Linked DNA regions of Mus musculus: region 2 is linked to region 1. The links are chromatin contacts, called in public Hi-C maps. All regions are on one chromosome and are shown on one strand. Each heading gives the region's core, a stretch centred on a gene start, on an enhancer-like site or on the middle of the called end of the contact. The rest is flanking DNA. Distances are from core to core; before and after follow the strand shown.

Region 1 (6,863 bases), core at 1,914-4,413:
GCCGACAAGCTACTAGTTCCAGCAGCCAGTGATAGCACAGAGATGAGGCTCAAGAGGGTCTGAAAGCCAAAGTCCTGGTCACTTTTTCTTAAGGTCTTCAGCTGACAGCACGAGGCCCACGGACATTTTGGAGGGCAGCTCAGATGCCACTGATTCCGTTGTGATCGGCTTTAAAATGAAGGCCGTGTCTACACTGATGATTGCCTGCACCCCACAGCCTAGTCGCTGTGTAGAATTAAACATGTAAAACACTACATATAAGTACCCATAATTGTCACGTTTGAGGGGTTTACCCGTGGTCTAAGTTGAGATAAATATTTTTCCATTGTCTCAGATTGTCTCTGTAGAACCTCACAGGATGCGGTGATTGTACCCAGAGAAAACTTAGGCACAAGAGGACTTGGCATCTTTTCTGAAGCCTTCTAGCTGATAGAGAGATGGCTATCTCTAGGATTAGGCCCAGGTCTTGGTGACTCTTGTAGGTGGTATTTATCTACCTTTGAAAGTTCCACCATATTTATCATCAGATGTATGCCAGGCGGGATTATAAGGGATACTCAGACAAAGGTCCTAATGTTGCTCTCCATTTCAAGAGGAGAGAAATGCTAACTCAGATGGTAATGTGACTGTCTAGTGAAAGTCCGAGCATTCCAGACACCTAGCTCCTCAGCCTTGGTGAGCCCTGGCAGTCTCATCAAGAAGGCAGCTACAGAGATGGATTTCCGAGACTAGGTGGGTACTGGCCAGAGGAAAGAAAAGAGGAATAGAACCAACCGCTCACCCTGTGAGTGGGAAGCATCTTCCTGGGGAAGGGAAGAGGTGCCCTGCAGAGTTGTGAGTAGTTTTTCAGGTTCAACCTTTATCTTTACCCAAGCAGTCAGAGGCCAGCAGACATTTATTAGCAGGACTGAGTTTCCTACCAACCGTTCCTGTAGTGTATACATTGAGATGAGGGGAAGAGAAGAATCAGGGCCATTCTGCTGCAGTGAGAGCAGTGAGCACCTTGCTAGGACTAAGTGACAGGGTCCATCTGAGGCTTCCATGCCACACACGGGATGCAGGTGATGTGTAAGGACCACAGGTAGAGTTGGATGGTGCTCAAGCCACCACAGTGTATAAAATACCATCTGGGCAATTGGCAATGGTTTGCAGCCCAAGAATGTGGGTGGGATTTCAAGCTCCAAGCCTGTAGCCTGTGGGTAGCACCTCTAAACCAGCTGTGGAAGAAGGGTGAAGGTGAAAGGTTTGTACAGAGAAAAGGACTTGATGTAACAAAGGTTCAAGGTTAACGGGGATAGTGTTCAAATAAGGCTGACAGGTCCTTTGCAGGGAGTTGTTTGTTGAATAAAGACTATTACCTGTCACTTTTGAATGTCCTACTGATCCCTAACTATGGGCATTGGTGGGACTTACTGATGAGGATGTCGGCAGTGTAAAGTCTTCCTTCCCTGTCACTTCTGTGAAGCTGTGTTGATGGCCAACCACATACCACACCGAGGGCCATAGGACCCAGATGACCTCCTGAGCCCACTCTGCAGGGGTCTTCTGGACACCTCAAGGGCAGCCCTTGAGTCTCATCCCATCTGTTGTTTCCTGTACCAGCCAAGCCCGATCAAAAAGGAACGCTCGCCCAGACCACAGAGCTTCTGCCACTCCTCCAGCATCTCGCCACAGGACAAGCTGGCACTGCCAGGGTTCAGCACTCCACGGGACAAGCAGCGGCTCTCCTACGGAGCCTTCACCAACCAGATCTTCGCCTCTACGAGCACAGATTTGCCCACATCACCCACCAGTGAGGCTCCCCCTTTGCCACCTCGGAACGCCGGGAAAGGTACGAGCTTGAGGACGCTGATGGATTTGACCCCCTGGTTGCTTAGCCTGCCAGTTAAGTGGCAGGATCTGAAACATACTATCCGGGGCAGCTCAGAAGTGCGACTTTGTCATTCCCCAGGCACGAGAGTGCAAAAGGTCGTATCTTGGGTATTGTAGGTGTGTTTGTTACCTTGCATTAACCTCCAGTGAGTTACATGGCTTTTTATGCCCATCCTCCTGAAAAAAAAAAAAAAAAAAAAAAAAAAAAAACCAAGACTGAAACGGTAAAGTGACTTTGTAGTTGAGACTCAGTCTGAGAGCCATGGGTGTTAGCACCTGTGCTGTCTGTAGCTCTTGGTTCTCTGAAAGGCTACTTTGCTCTGTACTGAGATGCCTCTGTGTTAAATATGTGACTGTCTGAACTAAAGAGGTGAGAGTTGGTAGAAAGCGTGTCCTTACACATGAAGCCCTGGGTTTGATCCCCAGCACTGTGTGAAAGTGCACGTCACGATTACACAATCACTATCCTTCCAGATAACCCAAACGCCGTGCTTCTTAGTCTAATTACTTACACTCTTTTAATGATTTGATATTCATTTCCCCTTCCTTTTCTTCCTTTCATCGATGACTTCCCTCTCTAAAGTCTGAAATAAGCTGCCTGCCGTGCTATTAGCCTCCTTTGCAGTCCTTCTGTCACATGGGGGCCTCGCTCTTCTTGTAGGATTCCTACCCATATGAATTGTTGTTCCTGATTAAGTAGAAAAGCAACAGCACTCCTTCAGCAACCTCCATGGTTTCAATAGCCCTACTTAACTGGCTGGTACAGGAAACAATGAAATGATCAGGAGTTCGTTATCATTCTAGCAAGTTTGAGGACAACCTGCATTTCATGAGCCCCTGACTCCGGAGTGGGATGAGGGTGCCATAGTAGTTGATAATATCTGTGAAGCACTTGCCTCACAAGAGATCACACACCACACTTTTCCCATCCCAACGCCTCCAAATGAGGTAGGTAATGTAGGTTCTCATCTACCTGGGGTCCGAACACAGATCCCGTATGAACAAAACCCACAGTCCCATACTCTCAGATGAGGTGAGGATGGCCTAGGCCGCTGTTACTCCCTATGTTGTCAGATGCCTTCACCAGCCCAACATTAGGCCAGTGGAGGTGGTTCCCCACCCATTACCACAAACACTAGCCCTTTGTCCTCTCTCCAGAGTGTGTCCAGCTCTGGAGCTCGGTGTTGAGGGTCAAATTAAGACACAGAAATTTTAGGGCTGTAGCTGAGAGGTGCTGAGCACTGTAGCTGCCAGAGAATCCAAATGTGGGATTCTCCCAGTGCGCTCAGCCCCGGTCAGCACAGGTTGGCAGTGCCCTTGGTACACAACGACTGGCCTATTTGAATCACACTGGTGCTGTTTTCTGGCAAATGTGAGCTTTATTCAAAACTGGTTTTTTCACAGCTTATTCTCCATTGAAATCGTGTTATAAATGGGAGCTGTGTTCTTAGAGAGACCCCAAATGACCTTGTAGATCATAAAATGATAGGGAACATTACAATAAAGCTTTAGCGTGAGCAGTTCTCATCAAAGACAAACGCTTATGGTGGTGGATACAAGCCAAGTGTTTCTTATCATTCTGCACAGTCTACTAGAACACACTTTTAAAGACAGACCATTAATGTACCAAGCTTACAAATCTATACTGTGTGAGCTCTGTGCTGTTCTCCCTTCTGCAAAACCATGATCCCCAGCAAGTCGTGCTTCTGACAAGAGGACAGAAAGGAGCCTCCAGACCTGATAAATGCATCTGAAGGATTGATTTTCTGTGCCCTGGTTATGTGGTGACCTGTCTTGACAGGCAGAGCCAGCACCTGTTCAGAGAGCCTTCGCTGACAGCAGAAGCCAAGAACTAATACACCCAACCCCCACCCCTTGTAGCCTCCCTGTGTAATTTTATCTCACAGGGACGTAAAAAAAAAAAAAAAAAAACATAGAGTGCTCCATCTGGCTTAGTGCCAGGCATCACTCGCCTGCATTGAATAAATTCTAGCTAGCTCTTTACTGAACACCCAGAAAACAAAGGCTACATTTATTCAGCGGTTCAGCTGCTGAAATGGGCTTAGAGGTTTGGCCATAGCAACCGTGGTTAACGAAGGATAGACCACCTATCCCTTCCTTTTACAGGTCAAGCCCATGCTTGAAAATAGAACTTACTCTCCTGACTGAGTTCCCCCTGGCAGCCTATCGTGGGACATCAGATTCCGAGCATTGGACTGTCTGCTGCTGACACAGATAGACAGCTGCCTATCTGACAGCTGCCAGGCACTGAACCATAACTGTCCTTAACCAGCCGGGCTCACTTGCTCTTACATGGGAGAAACTTACAGTGTAAATATGATCCTTAGAGGACACTGTTAAACAGTCAGCTAGCACCCTGTGCAGAGGGCCTTGTGTTTTGTGGTCCTGTATTTTTTTTTTTTTCAATCTATCCTGCTAACTGGAATAACTATCTACTTGTAACAAAGCTGTCTGGAATCAGTCATCCTTTGGATTGTCATTAGTTTCTCTCCACAGCAAGGAAGGCCCTGGTCCTTGCTTATAGCACAAGCTACGCTCACAGATACAAATGTAGGAAGCTCGGGATCATGACTTCCTGGGACAGAACAGGCACCTCTGACAAAGTCCCCCACAAATAGGGGAGTGCAAGAGGCAGCAAGAGAGAAAAAAACCTCCTCTGAGGCAAGCTCAGAAGGATTTCCAGAACCGTCCAGTGACCTCATCAGAACTCAGGGAAGTTTGATCTAAATTCCCATCAGCCAGCAGCATCCCAGGCCCACATTCACCATCCTTCCAGCTCAGGCAGTCAGATGCCTGGCTCTCTGCAGAAAGGAGTCCAGAGAGAATCCCTGAAGGTACAAAGCTAAGTGTGTAGATCTTTCTCATAACCAGCAGCCCCCTACCCAATACAATTTAAACAGAACCGCCTCGGGGTCACCGGGACCCTGAGGTTTTTACTGGTTTTCAATCTTTGCATTTGAATGCTATCATAGAACTTTGGTTTCTTTAAAGCTAAGAGGAATCTGAAGGACTATATCCCATTGTACAGGCAAAGAAACTGTGCCCTAGTAAAGTTAAGGAATTTCCTATAGATCACATGGTGCTGTAGCAGGAGAGCTGTAGCAAGCTATGGCAAGTCACCCCACGGTTTCTTTCCTTGTTGAGGGAGATCCTCTGTCTTTCTCTTACCTGCCTAATGGAGAGCACATTGAGGCAGTGTATGGAGAGATCCTCCTGTTAGGTCTGCTGGGCTGTGGCTGCAGCTGCTTCTGGAGTGGAGGATCATGGGAAACCAATAGCTGCACAGCTCATCTCACAGAACAGGTACTTGCAAGTACATAGTGTTTGCTTGCTTGGTTGGCTAACTTAGCTGGTTTACAATAATGTTAAAGTTTAGAGTCATGGCTGTCTGCCATTATTCATCTTCATGCTTTTTTGCGTGTCAATGGCAAAAATGTATACCCACCATCGAGCCATTACTTCTCACAAGATTGAGGACTGTAGGAAACACTCGACATAGCACATGGCACCATGTGATCCATTGGGGTTGGTTCTCTCTGCCACTGCCTCTTTTAAGGCGTTTTCAGGGAACTATGGACCAGAGTGAAGTTGCTCACTAGCTGGATTAGCATGTACCATATCGAGACCTGACGCCTGCCTGCTTTTTAACTAAAAGAAACTTTGTAAAGAATAAGTCTGATCTCAAGGAGCAAAACTCGGTTTGAAGAACTAAGTTTTTAAGCTTTTAGAAGCAGGAACAACTAGTGTGCTAGAATCCAGAAATATTACTGCTCTGAATAGCATGTGAATACTAACCGTTGCATCTCATGTGTACATGCTATGATGGAGACCTCCTACCTCATACAGACTCCACCCTCAGTCTAGACCCCCGGGATTCCTACTCCATGAGGGCCAATCCTGCAGAGTTACCAGAAGTAAGGATTTGGTGTTTGCCTTGCTGAGTCACTGCTTTGAGCCTGCACAGTGAAATGACAAGCAGATGAGACCGCACAGCTCCACCGAGTGCACTCATTCAACAACTATTTCAGGAGCAGGGATACAGGGGAGAGTGAAGAAGGCCTTCTGCAAAGTAAGAAAGCAAGCAGAAAATGCACCATCAGGTCAGTAGGGGGCAGTGCAGGAGGAGAGCAAACCTGCTTTGAAAGCCAGGTTTCTTTTTCCTCCTGCCCTACTGAAAACTTCTCCAGAACAGGAGCTATAGTCCTGTTGTCTCAGCACAGTGCAAGATGGGGTTCATCTGTCAGATTATTAAGTGTAGAAGCAACAGAAAGAATAAGTGAAAGCATGTCTCAAAAGATGCACAGCAAAAGGAGGGAGTGGGCACACATGGAACCAGACCACATGTCCTAGGGAAGTGGCGGTGCACTTACCGGAGAGCGCTGTAGAAATGCTTATAGCAATTCTACCCAGGACAGCTGTGGAAGCACTTTATACAAAGCATCGCCTTCTCTGAGAGGCCTGAAGTCTAAGAGACAAGTGGAGATGGGGAGACCCCCTCAGCTTCCTGCCGTGGCTTGCCATCACTGGCTGAGTGCTACAAGCCTGGCAAGTGTTCATACGTTGGTGACTACCGCTCCCTGGGGCTTGTATCTCCTGGGATAACCCTTTGAGCGGCTTGGTATAACAACTCACGCGCTTTGCCTTTAAATCATCGCATTAGATTTATGTTTATATTTAGCTTTGCTTTTGTTGTTGTTGTTGTGGCCCTTTTCCAGTTTCCCACCATATATTTTATTATTTTAATAATTGTTAAAGCTTCGTTATTAAAAAAAAACAATTTGCAAATAAATAAAAACACCACACACCAAAACTAACCAGATGCAAGATCTTTACAATTCACTGACCTTACAGTTAAGATAGGCATTCAGAACGGAAGCTGTGATGTACCAAATTCCTTTTTAAACACATTTCCTGAAGCCCCGTGGGCTGACCAAGAGCTTTATCTTCAACAAGGGTCACTAACACAGGCT
Region 2 (6,863 bases), core at 2,343-4,842, 390 kb before region 1:
GTATATGATCTGAAAACTATCCTCTTAAATACATTCTTTCAATGCTAATAGGCCTGGGTTGGCTATGAAACTATAACTAGTCTTTCAACTCAGTCAGAAATCTGAGAATGACCAATATTATCTGGAAATATAGGAAGCCCAGCACAGCTTCCAGAACTGAGACTATTGTAGAGACAGCTGCCTACCTATACAGCTCCTGTATGTCAGGAAGTTGGAGCATCAGTCTTCAGCCTTCTGGCCCAGGGTCATCTGACAGACCTTTGTAACACAGAATAGTGAAGAACTAATTACATTGTCTTGGCAGAGATTATAAGTCAACTCTTCTGCATAGTGGGTCCTCTTTCTGGACAGTATTTTGTCTGGAGATAAAAATAGGTAATTTTTGCCCAGTGGCTACACATTCACAATGTAGTATCCTACCTGGAGGTAGAGATGGTCAATTTCTTCTTAGAATCCACAAAAGGGGAGCTGCTAGGAACAGATATGTCTCAACAACAAAATAATAAATAGCATTAACTGTCTGCACTGGTCCCCAGACTAAATTTCTATCTCATAGGCTAAGAATCTTAAATTTCTAGTGGATTCTAGCACCTCACCTTGAGTGCCACCTGTTGAGTGAAATATTTAGAAAGCAATCCATGCCCCTGCTGGCAGGGCACTGGTGGACAGGCCAACTGTTCTCAGCCTGGCAGACTCTCTGACTCAGACTTCCAAAAGCTCTCCACCCAGCTTGCTAAGTTCCCAGGGTGGGCCACTACCATGCACTCCTCACACTTCCAAATTCCTGTGGCTGGCTAGGGTGCCCTGTCAGTGTACTTTTCTCTGGAACCCAGCTGAGCCACTGTGTGAATAAAAACACTGCACAATCTTAGTTTAGAATCAACAGATTACACAACCACTAAGCACAGTAACTAGCATCCTAATTTGTAAACTATTCTAAGTTATAAACCCTCCAGTAGTGGGTCCTGGCAGATCTGAAACCTGAAATGGGGAGGGGGGCTCCCCTACCTACATTGTGTCCTCCATCATCCCTCCTGTCCAAAATGGCAAGCTCTATTATTTTTAACTCATAAACTAAAGCTTGCCATAGTATATAAGAAAAAATATAGACATATAGAGGGCTGAGGATATAGCTCTGTTAGTAGAGTGCTCTGGGTTCTATCCTCAGCACCAAATAAACTGGGTGTTTTGCCCACCTCTAAGGATCAGTTCAAGGTCATTCTCTACTTAGAGAGTTAGAGGCTAGACTGGGATACATCAGACTCTGACTCAAGATTACTTAATTAGTCATTTAATATGTGGAGACCTTACCCTGAAAATGAACTCTAGGTAAAAAGTAGAGTCTATATAAATCAATAAGATGATTATCAATAGCAGTGCAAAAGAAAACTAAAGATCACCAAAAAATGTGCATTGCACACGCACATTTAAATGAAGTGGATAAAGATGCAAGATTCAGTGGGAGAAGCCCCTCCCCCCTCAAAACGAGATGGAGACAGGGGGTGATTTGAACAGAAAATACATCAGAGTAACAGAAGTGTTTCATGTGTTTCATATGTGGTATAGGTTGTGGTCACATGAGACTACATACCACCAATTGCCAGCTTAAAAGAAACTGCACTTCAATAAACATAGGGGGAAATGGAGCTAATGGTACAGGGAAGTGTTTGTGATGTGTAATGGCATTCTTTATAGAAGTAGCTGCATAGTAGTACAATATGATTGCAGTTTGGTCAATCACCTAATGAAGGACCATAATCTGAAGCAGGAAGTGTGCTCCTTCTGCTTCTTGCAGATATATAGTTCCGCTCCTTGTTTCCTGGGGGATCTTGGGTAACTCAATAGGAAACGGAACATATTTTCAGCATAAAATATCTCAAGACAGTAAGGTGAGAGGGAGCTCCTATAAGTGTGTATTTCCCGTCTTATCCCTCCTTGCCTCTCTCCTTCTCTCCCTTCAGTTATATATAGTTTGCCTCTTTTTGTAGCTCTTCCACCTTAAAACCATAAAAGGTGGAGAAAAAAAAACCTCCTCAAGTAAAAAGGAGAGAAAAAATGACAGCAGAAAGAGAAGACAGGAGAGGGGGAGGTAATAAGTCAGAAGATGGAAACGGCACCATTAAATGCAGTCATGGCTGGTCCCAAGTTAGACTGTGTACAAACTGAAAAATTAACTCAAAAGTGTAATCCGTGCCTTACCATTTGGAGGCAGTCCTTTCTAATCAGGTGTTACTCGATTTTTCTTTCTAGTAAGCAGTTGTTCCCAAGGGATTACAACAAAGAAAAACAAAGGCATGGAGGAAGTGTATGGACATCCCCCCCACCCCATGCTACATCCCCCACTCCTTTCAAACCTGAGCACCCTCCAAGGAAGATTCTAGAATCAGGGTCTGTCAGCAGTGACCCTGCTTGCTCCTGCTCATTTCTCCTTGACTGCTTTTCAGAGAAACCCCTGGGTGGTCTAGCACCCACCACCCATCATTGAAAGGAACTGCTCCACACATTCCAGACACCTCCCCAACAGGGTTACAGACCACCCCAAAACCAAAGTCAGAAAGAGTTGGGATTCTAGTCTCATTGATCCAAATTAACACTGACAGATCATCTCTCTCTTATTACAAAGTCCAAGCACAGAGGTTGGTTTACAAAGGATTTTGTATCTTCTGCTCGCCCCAGACCTCTAGGTTCAAATTCTTTAATAGTTCCATTTAATTCCAACTTCAGCTGCCACTGCTGCCAAGAGGTTTCTGTCTAATTCTGGCCATATCGACTTTCCCCTTGTCTGCCTGCCTAAAGCAATTATAAAGAAATGCATGAGTCTGAGTATCCAATCAGAAAGCACTATAGTGTTCTCCATCTCAGTCCTTCTCTAACCCCACTACGGCATCACCAGAAATGTGCATACACTCATTCACTTGTCTGCAAGCGGCCCTGAATACCAGGCAGTGCAATCTCATTTACCAAGCACAAAATTTTTTACTTGCCCAAGACTATACCACTCCAGGGCTGGCATTTAAGACCAGTGCCCCTTCAGGCTACCCATCATTTGTCATGGCACTTATGTCAGTATCCCGACACTGTTGACTTCTGTGCCTGTCAACTTCTAGAGGAAAAGGACTGAATTATATTTACTTTGTAAGTGTTCGACTTCCTGATACAGAATGGGCACTTGTCAGCTGTAAATAATCTGACCTGAATTCAGTAATTGTCCACATGCAGCAGTTCTTTGTTATCCCTGGGGGATACCATCCCTGAGTGGCCAGATCCACATGCTGCAAGACAGCTGATTCTCAAGCTCATTCTAGTGTTTATAATTTTATCAACAGCCCTAAGAGAGTTTGAGCTCTGGCATTTTTCACTTGTGCACACCAGTCACCTGGGATCTTGATAAAATGCAGATCTGGGTAAGATGGTAGAGTTCTAGTTGCCTCCGTGTGACACGGTAAAGATTCTGAATCAGAAAAGTAGACATGTTGAAGACTCAGAAAGAGAAGACCTTTCAGAAATCCACCAAGAGTGTGCTAGAACAGATGCAGAGTGTTGGACACAAGATAACGAAATCAACAGGAGGTGGCCCAGGCTGAACTGAGCTCCAACAACTCAGCTCCTGGCTTTCGGAAGAAAAGCAAAAACCCCATTCCAGGCCCTGATGGAAACAGATTAGCAGTCCTTCCCTTGGGGAAAACCCACAACCCTCTCAAGCTTCAAATTCCTTACAGGCTTTAGTGGGACAGTGATTCCTCTAACAGACAGGTCACCACAAGGGCACAAAAATTCCATTTTGTCACTCAGTACAACTTGGTAGCTGTGCACTATCTTCAACCCTGCTGTGTAAAAATACACTACCCAGAGCACTTGAGGACAGGAACAATCATAAATCAGGAAGCTTGAGTCTAACTTGCCATAGCACCAAGAGGGACTCCTTGGAGGCAGTCATGGACAGCAGCCTCTTGTACCTTGCCTCTCCCTTCCCTACCCTTTTCAAGCTGAGAAGATACAAGCATCAGGGAGTTGGGCTCAGGAAGTGAGTCCTATTACAGAAAAAAGTAGCCCTCCCTCTCTAACTGAGAACAACATTGGAATTTGACAGCCCAGAGCCTGAGCTCAGTAGGTGAATGAACCTCTGCAGCCATCTACCTGTCTTTCACACTGTGGAGTTGAAAAGTCTAAAGTTCTCGCAAGCACATGTGGATCCTCCAATAAGCTGAAGAATATTTGATCTTTTGAAGTCAATATACCAAAAACATAAACCAAAGTTATAATATTAAAAGCTGTAAGAGAAAAAGAGCAACTAACTCACTAACAAAAGCAACACATCAAAATATATCAGGCCTCTTGTCTGCAAACCTAAAAACCAAGAAACATGGAATGATATATCTCAACCCCTGAAACTAAGTAACTAACAATCAATATTTCTATATGTAAAATTTTATCTTTCAAAATTAATTGAGAAATAAGGTCACTATGTGACAAACACAAACTAACACAGTATGTGACTGCTGTGCCAATACTGCAGAAGATACTTAAAATAATACTATGCACAGAAGAGAAAGACTATCTCAGTCATAACAGCACACAGAAGAAAAATCTCATGGGAGGATAGTTGAACAAAGGAAAGCTTGCAGGAGTCAACCATGCCCAATACAGTAAACCAGAAAAATCTCTGATTCTAATAAGGTAAATAGAAAAGAATAAACAAATAACCAAAATATAACTAAAATAAATTATAGTAATTGGCAAGTACCAATCAATAATAACTTAAATGTAAATAACCTCAACTCTCCAATAAAAACCCACAGACTAACTGGCTAGATTAAAAGGCAAGATCCAATTATCTCTTGTCTCAATGAAACACACCACATGGGCAAAGATACTCACAGACTAAGAGTCAAAAGTTGGAAGTTGATCTACCAAGTAGAAGTAAGAGACACTGCTTCTATTTAAGGAGCAGGCCACTGAGAGTTTGACCATGCTCTGGTAAATATATAGATAACACAATTTGCACTTGAGGTTTTTTTTTTTTCCTTTTCTATTTTAGTGTTCATGGGAGGTGGTCACAGGGGTCAGGAGTCAGACACAGAAGGACTGGAAAATGTGTGTTATCAAGGTACATGGTGTAAAATTCCCAAAGAATCAATAAAAATATTATGCTGGAAAAAAAGAAATAAAAACTCATGGAGACTGAAAAATATACTTTTGCCAGATGTGTGGATCAATGAATAAATCTAGGGAAAATTTTTTTTAAGTTTCTAGAATCAAATGAAATGAAAAAAACTTATTAAAACCTCTAACTTACAAGGAAATCCATTTTAAGTGGGAAGTTTATGACTATAAATACTTTAAGTTGTCTGATATAGTTTAATGATGCACTTATCATAGGCTCTTAGAATAACAAGAATAAGCTAAACCCACTCACTAAGTGGAAATAAATGATAAGGATCAGGGAAGAAACTAATGAGACAGAAGTGAAAAGAACAGTAAACCAAGAATAAATGAAACAAAGAGAGGTTGCTTTGAGAAAATAAACATAATTGACAATGCCTAAGCTAAACCAAAGGAAAGTGTGAGAAGACACAAATTAGTAAACTTAGATTTGAAAGGGGATTCTTTGCAACTGATGCCAATGAAATTCTCAGGATAACTTGCAACATCTAAAAAATACAGATAAATTCCCAGACATATAGCATCTGCCAAAATTAAACCAACTCAAACAGACTTGTTATAAGCAATGAGATTGAAGCAGTAACAACAACAACAACAACAACAATAATAATAATATTTTCAACCAAAATCTGTCCAGGCCCAGATGGATTCATTACTGAATTCTACTGGACATTCAGAGAATAACTAACACCAAGATCCTCCATAAAACAAAAAGGGTAGGAATGTTTTGGGGCCAGATAAAGATACAACAGCAAAACTGTAAGTGGCCACCCAGATGAATATTAACACAAAAATTTTCTATAAAATAGACAAACTGAACTCATTGGTACATCAAAAGGACCATGATTCCCATGATTCAGTTGACTTATTTAAAAGTTTTGAGGATGGTTTAATATAGGCAAATCAAAAATATAATACATCAAATAAATAGATTCAAGGGCAGAAATCACGTGATCATGTCAGTAGATACAAGAAAGGCCTTTGACAAAGTTTGACATCTCTTCATGCTAAAAGTCCTAAATAAACTAGGAACAAGAGGAATATAACTCACCATAATAAAACCCTACATATGATGATCTTATTGTCAACATTAATAGTGGGAAAAACCTGAAAACATTTTCTCTAAAATCAGAAATGAGACTGGATAGCCATGCTTTCCAACCTTGCTCAAAACAGTGCTCCAAGATTTAACTATTGTAATGAGATAAGAGAAAGAAATAAAAGGGGTACAGATATAAATGGGAGAAATTCAATTATCCCTATGTGTTGACAATATGATTCTATACTTAATAGCATCCGTATGTTCTAGCAGAAGACTCTTAAAGCTGATCAACACTTTCTGCAAAGTAGCAGTGTTAAATCAATGTATAATTATCAGTAGTTTTCTACATAATAATAATAATAAACATGATGAGACAAAAATCAAGAAAGTAATCTCACTTAGATCAGCATTCAAAAATAAATACCTTGTAGTAAACATGACCAAGGAAGCAACAGGTGTTTTTAGGCTACCATGCAGCTACTGTCTAAATCATAGAGATGTTCCCTGGAATTAACGCTATGAAAGGTTCCATTCCCTTCAGAAATTCTACCGCATTTAGGATGTGAATGTAAACTCAAGCCAGTAGGTTGTTTGTCAGGGGCCAAGAAGCTAATAACTAGCAGGTAATCTTCCTGAGATGAGTCTGCCTTGAATTATA

Evidence for each region. A called contact is a pair of places that touch in the nucleus more often than the background predicts.
Region 2: a contact with region 1 is called in a Hi-C map of the N1E-115 cell line, with 2.2 times the contacts expected there. The contact joins two enhancer-like sites. A contact is called at or near these places in 3 of 15 datasets of contacts at CTCF or cohesin (the NIH/3T3 cell line, large pre-B cells and pro-B cells), 6 of 484 Hi-C or Micro-C datasets (the HL-1 cell line, the N1E-115 cell line, bone marrow-derived macrophages and 3 more) and 1 of 115 datasets of contacts at active chromatin or transcription factors (the NIH/3T3 cell line).

The regions. Positions count from the first base shown.
Region 1 is chr15:64,114,926-64,121,788 of GRCm38.p6, reverse strand. It overlaps Asap1 (ArfGAP with SH3 domain, ankyrin repeat and PH domain1), which reads left to right. Exons shown (of 31, transcript NM_010026.3): 25 at 1,603-1,831. Among named protein-coding and RNA genes, the nearest start is that of Gm20717, 20 kb to the right of the region's middle. Within about 2 kb of position 3,163, at least 79 of the 459 cell types and tissues checked have an H3K27ac peak or open chromatin away from gene starts, as enhancers often do. A contact at or near this core is called in the N1E-115 cell line, where this site is marked.
Region 2 is chr15:64,507,735-64,514,597 of GRCm38.p6, reverse strand. No RefSeq gene overlaps it. Among named protein-coding and RNA genes, the nearest start is that of Gm46509, 7.6 kb to the right of the region's middle. Within about 2 kb of position 3,592, at least 20 of the 459 cell types and tissues checked have an H3K27ac peak or open chromatin away from gene starts, as enhancers often do. A contact at or near this core is called in the N1E-115 cell line, where this site is marked.